2 separate regions of the Sus scrofa genome follow, and region 1 is linked to region 2. Evidence: chromatin contacts called from public HiChIP or PLAC-seq data. All regions are on one chromosome and are shown on one strand. The core of a region is the stretch at or near the end of the contact, and the rest is flanking DNA. Distances in the headings are between cores, read along the strand shown. Region 1 holds the start of CDKN1B (cyclin dependent kinase inhibitor 1B). Region 2 holds the start of APOLD1 (apolipoprotein L domain-containing protein 1).

Evidence for each region. HiChIP or PLAC-seq counts read pairs in DNA pulled down with a chosen protein or histone mark.
Region 1: a contact with region 2 is called in an H3K27ac HiChIP or PLAC-seq map of skeletal muscle. The contact joins the promoter of CDKN1B here to the promoter of APOLD1 in region 2. A contact is called at or near these places in 3 of 47 Hi-C or Micro-C datasets (brain, heart right ventricle and skeletal muscle) and 1 of 2 datasets of contacts at active chromatin or transcription factors (skeletal muscle).

The regions. Positions count from the first base shown.
Region 1 is chr5:59,734,521-59,737,412 of Sscrofa11.1, reverse strand. CDKN1B (cyclin dependent kinase inhibitor 1B) reads left to right here and starts at 1,582. Exons shown (of 3, transcript NM_214316.1): 1 at 1,582-2,098; 2 at 2,645-2,774. The coding sequence starts at 1,624. The coding sequence ends at 2,766.
Region 2 is chr5:59,670,596-59,673,737 of Sscrofa11.1, reverse strand. APOLD1 (apolipoprotein L domain-containing protein 1) reads left to right here and starts at 1,717. Exons shown (of 2, transcript XM_021092329.1): 1 at 1,717-2,220; 2 at 2,223-3,142. The coding sequence starts at 2,163. The coding sequence ends at 2,902.

The sequences.
Region 1 (2,892 bases), core at 333-2,832, 64 kb before region 2:
ACGCCCAAATAATAATATCAGATCTGAGAACATGGTTGTGGTGGTTGTATAAATCACTTCACAATCTGGACTTTGCGATTACTTTCACCCTTCAGCGACTTGCAGCTCTCTCAAAGCGTTCACTTGTATCTATCTGAATGTTCTGGGTGGGCTGGAGAAGTGAATCTGGTGGGAGAGAAAGGTGAAGGAAGGAAGGGGCTGTTGTATTTGGCGGCGGGACTCAGGTAGAGGAAACTGCTACAAGCCGGGAAAGAACTGAAAAATATAAAAGAGGAGACGAGTTCCCACACGCAGACCAAGTCAGTGGCCTTAACAGTGCTTGGGAAGCAAGAACCTGGGCCAGGGGTGTATCCTCGCTTTTTTAAACGAAATGTATCTGAGACAGCTACTAAGTTTATTAGGGACTTGGGAGACCAATAGAGTTTTTGATCTCGAAGCCCTTTTCTTGTTTTTATTGAGGGAGAGCTTGGGTTCAGAATACATTACAAATGCAGCATCTATTCCAGTCTACTTATAGAAAGACGTCCTCCTGGGCTTCCCCCCTAAGCCCCCTGCCTCCCCTAGAACAGCACAGACTTCTAGGTTAAGGGTGAGCTAACCACTGCTCACCCCCAGCTAAGGCACCCAGGCTCAGGGGCTCCCCGCCTCCCCCGCTGAGCGAGCGGTGGGGGCCCCCCCGGGAGAGAGCCCAGCTGGGGGCCGAGCGCCCAGCGGCGAGCCCAGCTGCCCGCCCCTACCCGCTCGGCGAGCGAGGGGAAAATAAGATCGCCCTCGGCGAGGAGAGGGAGGTCGGGGCTCCGGAGCGGAGCGCAGCGCAGGGACCAGAACCCGCCACCTCTCCGGCCAGGCCCCTCCCCGGCTCCCCGGCCTTTTGGCGAGTTTGTCTTATTTTTAATTTCTCCGAGGCCAGCCAGAGCAGGTTTGCTGGCAGCCCGGCACCTCCAGCAGTCACGCGACCAGTCGAGCTCCCGGCCGCGCGCTCGGCGGCGGCGCGCTCGGGAGGCGGGGAGGCGCAGCGGCGGCTCAGGGGCCACCTTAAGGCCCAGCTCGCCAGTCTCGGCTGGGCGGCTCCCGGCGCCGCGACCAATGATCTCCTCCTCTGTTTAAATAGACTTGCGGTGTCAATCATCTTCTTCTTCGTCAGCCTCCCTTCCACCGCCATATTGGGCAACTAAAAAAAGGGGGCTCGTCTTTTCGGGGTGTTTTTCTCCCCCTCCCCTGTCCCCACTTTCTCGCCGCTCCGCGACTCCGACGCCGGCAAGGTTTGGAGAGCCGCTCGGTCGGCGGGACCCGCGGGCTCGCAGCGGCGGGGACTCGGACTGGCTCTGCCCCCTCCTCTCTCCGCTGCGCTCCTCTCCCCTCCCCTCCCCGCCCTCCAGCTCGCCCGTACACTTGATCGGCGGAGACTCGGGGCTGCCTGGCCCGGGCTGCCCCTCGCCCCCTCCCCCAGCCCCAGCGCGCTCCTGACGCTCGGGCGCTTACTCGTCGGTGTTTGTTTCTCTTGGCTCGGAGGGCAGCCGCAGGGCTTATAAGAGGGGCTCGGGCTGGGTCGAGGCGTTTTGTTTTGTTCGGTTTTGTTTTGCGAGAGCGCGAGAGAGGCGGTCGCCGAGCCCCGGGAGGAAGATGTCAAACGTGAGAGTGTCTAACGGGAGCCCGAGCCTGGAGCGGATGGACGCCAGACAGGCGGAGTACCCCAAGCCCTCGGCCTGCCGAAACCTCTTCGGCCCGGTCAATCACGAAGAGTTAACCCGGGACTTGGAGAAGCACTGCAGAGACATGGAAGAGGCCAGCCAGCGCAAGTGGAATTTTGATTTTCAGAATCACAAGCCCCTGGAGGGCAAATACGAGTGGCAGGAGGTGGAAAAGGGCAGCTTGCCCGAGTTCTACTACAGACCCCCGCGGCCACCCAAAGGCGCCTGCAAGGTGCCGGCGCAGGAGGGCCAGGGTGTCAGCGGGACCCGCCAGGCGGTGCCTTTAATTGGGTCTCAGGCCAACTCAGAGGACACACATTTGGTAGACCAAAAGACTGATGCACCGGACAGCCAGACGGGGTTAGCGGAGCAGTGCACTGGGATAAGGAAGCGACCTGCCACAGACGGTAATGACCCTTTCGAATGCATGAAACGTCTGTTTGTCTGCCTCTCTCTGTTTGTCTGCCGTGCTGTTTTCCCTGCTTGAGGATCTTAAACCTCCGCTTTCTTTTCAGCGCATTCTGACTTAGCTCTTGGGGAACACACCTTCCTCATCTTAGGTTTTAAATGCTATTTGGCTAGCTGCTGGTCTGTTTATGACTTTTAAGTCTGAAGCATGAGACTGTGCTATCTGATAATTTCTCTAACTGAAAACATCGCGGCTCCTCCCCGCTAGCCAGCTGTAGGTATGTGACAACGTTGGGATGTTTATCAACCACCTCCCTCTTCGCTTTGGAGAGAGAGAGATTTGGGGCGTAGAATACACTTTCTGTTATGTGAAAACAACCTCATTTTGTGCCCTTAAAGGCCACTGGGAATGACGGATCCAGGATGGTGGGTGGAGGTGGTGGGTTTTTTGTCCCCTCAGTATCGAGCCAACTTGTGTCAGCCATTGTTTTTTCTAATAAAGATTATTTGTGTGTGTTCTTTTTAAAATTCCCTCCTGCCTTTAGATTCCTCTCCTCAAAACAAAAGAGCCAACAGAACAGAAGAAAATGTTTCAGACGGTTCCCCGAACTCGGCTTCAGTGGAGCAGACGCCCAAGAAGCCCGGCCTCAGAAGGCGTCAAACGTAAACTGCTCGGTGGGTTGATCACTGGAAGCAAATAAGTGACACCCGATTTGGGCTGAAGGAACTCATGGGTTTTCAAACACCAAGATACCCGATCTTAGTGGTGTCTGGCAGATTAGAGCTTGTGGGG
Region 2 (3,142 bases), core at 468-2,967:
TGCATTTGATGTCCTCCCAGATAACGTCATTAGCTATTCTCAGGAGAGGAAAGGCAGGGTATGCCCCCTGGGACAATGACAACACTTGTTTCAAGTTGGGGAAGAGCCTGTGGTTCTTTTCCTGCGTTTGGGGGAAAGCGAACACACAATGTTCATTTCCTAAATACGGGATGTGCTGCGAGGCTGGTGGTCATTTTCCACCATGTCACATCCTTCTGGATGAAGGCAGCAGGGGCCAGGACAGGAAATGGCAAATTCTCAAAATGAGACAAGGTTTTCCCAGGGCAGTCATTGGTTCTCTGGAACTATAAAGCATGCTCATCCAGAAACAGCCTCAGATTTTTCTTTCCTGGAGACAGCCAGAAGTGAATGGTAAGTGGGGGAGGCCAGAGGGAGACTGTCTGAAAAATAGCCATAGGACTTGTAATATTGGGGCTATATCCTTGGTCTAGGTATATTTTTTAAGTAATTTGTTTCATTTTGCTAAGAGGTGTCTTTATCAGGAAATTTGTCAGTGGCAGGTGGAATTATGGAGGCATGCATATAAAGTTAAGATCTAGGAGTCAGGAGATCTAGATTCTAGACTGGGCTCTGTGAAGAATCAGCTGCATCTACAACATGTCTGTGTTTCAATTTCCTCATCCTCCAGATGAGAATAATGATTTCTGCCCTGATGTCTCACAGTAGTGAAGTGTTCTATTTCTATGGCTTCTTTGCTACTTTAAAGAAGTTTCTGATAATGAGTAGAGTGGATATGAAGGGGGGAATTTTTGGCAACTAGGAAGGATGTACTTTTACCCAGGATGTACAGTGCTCTCTGTTAGTCATCTTCAGTTGGCTTCAATTTAACTTGGTATGGATAGTCCTCAGTGAGGTGTTAAACAAATAATTTGGCCACTTTTTAAGATTTTGAACTGTTACTCATTTTTGAGGGAAGCTTTCACAATAAAGGGACATAGCAGAATTAATTTAATGTCATTTAGTTTTAATTAAGACTCATCATAGGGTGAGATTTCTGAAGACCTGATGAGCTCTACTTAGAAGACACAGTGCAAAACACATCCTAGGCTTGATTCTAAGATAAGAGCAGGATTCTAAGATAAGAGCCGGGAAAAATAACAAGCAGAAGAGTTGCTTCAGGCAAGCATCTAACTTAGAAAGATTAGTTTCCTACATTTGATAGACAATATGATTTTTTTTTTTTTTTTGGCTTTTTAGGGCTTCACCCAGCGGCACATGGAGGGTTCCCAGGCCAGTGCTCTAATCGGAGCTGTAACCCACAGCCTATGCCACAGCCATGGCAACACCAGATCCCACCTGCGTCTGCCAACTACACCACAGCTCACAGCAATGCCAGATCCTTAACCCACTGGCCGAGGCCAGAGATTGATTGCACAACCTCATTTTTCCTAGTTGGATTCGTTTCTGCTGTGCCACAAAGGGAACTCCGGACAATATGATTTTTTGAGTTTTTTTGGTGACTTGTCTTTTTCACTCCTCTGAGAGGGAAAAAAAATTGCATTGCAAAACTTTTAGGATCCAAGTCTTCATGTAAGGAAAGAATTTTTTTTTTTTTTTGTCTTTTTTTGCTATTTCTTTGGGCCGCTCCTGCGGCATATGGAGGTTCCCAGGCTAGGGGTCGAATCAGAGTTGCAGCCACAGGCCTACCCCAAGCCACAGCAACGCAGGATCCACGCCTGCAACCTACACCACAGCTCACAGCAACGCCTGATCGTTAACCCACTGAGCAAGGCAGGGACCGAACCTGCACCTTCATGGTTCCTAGTCGGATTCGTTAACCACTGGGCCACGACGGGAACTCCAGGAAAGAACTTTTTAACAGTGCAACCTACTGCTTTCAAGTGTCACCTTTCAGAGAAGAGGCCTCAGTATTGCAGTAGACTTGTACTATCACCGCTCCCTTATTTAACAGATAATATATTAAGTCCATCCTCGGCGTTCCCTGGGAGAAAAGTGGACAGTAGCAACATTCCTATTGATCTACGCGGATTTAAGTTCCTGAGGATTTAGGGGACTTGTCCTAGAAGACAGAACGGGTCTTTGAGAACTTGGAACATGACTCCCTGGAAAATGACCCATTTCTCTTTGCGTAGCTGCTGTGCTTGACTTCGGGCTAATCACGTGTCGTGTCCCCGCAGGGCATGGAGGGGCCAGTGGCCCGAGAGCTGCAGGGTGCGGATGCGCTGCGCCGATTCCAGGGCTGCTGCTGGACCGCCGCGGCCGGCTGCATGGCCAGCTGCTGAGCCTGCGCGAAGTGGCCCGGCGTCTCGAGCGCCTCCGCCGGCGCTCCCTGGCGGCCAACGTGACTGGCAGCGCACTGAGCGCGGCCGGCGCGGTGGCCGCCATCGTGGGGCTCTCGCTCAGCCCGGTGACCCTGGGGGTCTCGTTGCTGGCGTCGGCCGTGGGACTGGGAGTGGCCACCGCCGGAGGGGTAGTCACCATCACGTCCGATCTGTCCCTGATTTTCTGCAACTCCCGGGAGCTGCGGCGGGTGCAGGAGATCGTGGCCACCTGTCAGGACCAGATGCGCGAGCTTTTGAGCTGCCTGGACTTCTTTTGCCGCGGGCAGGACCGCCGGGATCGCCAGCTGCTGCAGTGCGGGAGGAACGCCTCCATCGCGCTGTACAACTCTGTCTACTTCATCATCTTCTTCGGCTCCCGAGGCTTCCTCATCCCCAGGAGGGCCGAAGGGGCCACCAAGGTTAGCCAGGCCGTGCTGAAGGCCAAGATTCAGAAACTGGCCGAGAGCCTGGAGTCCTGCACCGGGGCTCTGGATGAGCTCAGCGAGCAGCTGGAGTCCAGAGCCCAGCTCTGCACGAAGAGCAGCCGTGGCCACGACCTCAAGATCTCTGCTGACCAGCCCGCAGGACTGTTTCTCTGAGAACGTCTTTTCCCCTTAATGGCCGAGGCCAGAAACCATCCCCATGGGATGCTCCAGATTTGCAGCTCCCTCAGGAAAACACCAAGTTGGTTTAGGAGCTGAATGCAGTGCATGAGAAAAACTGTTCTTGAGGGGGAGGTGGGGTGGGGGTGGGGGGAGTTGGTAGCAATGTGTCCTCCCAGTCCTTCCTTTCCCACTAGTGTGACATCCTGCCTGGGACTGAGTGCTTGGGACTTTTTA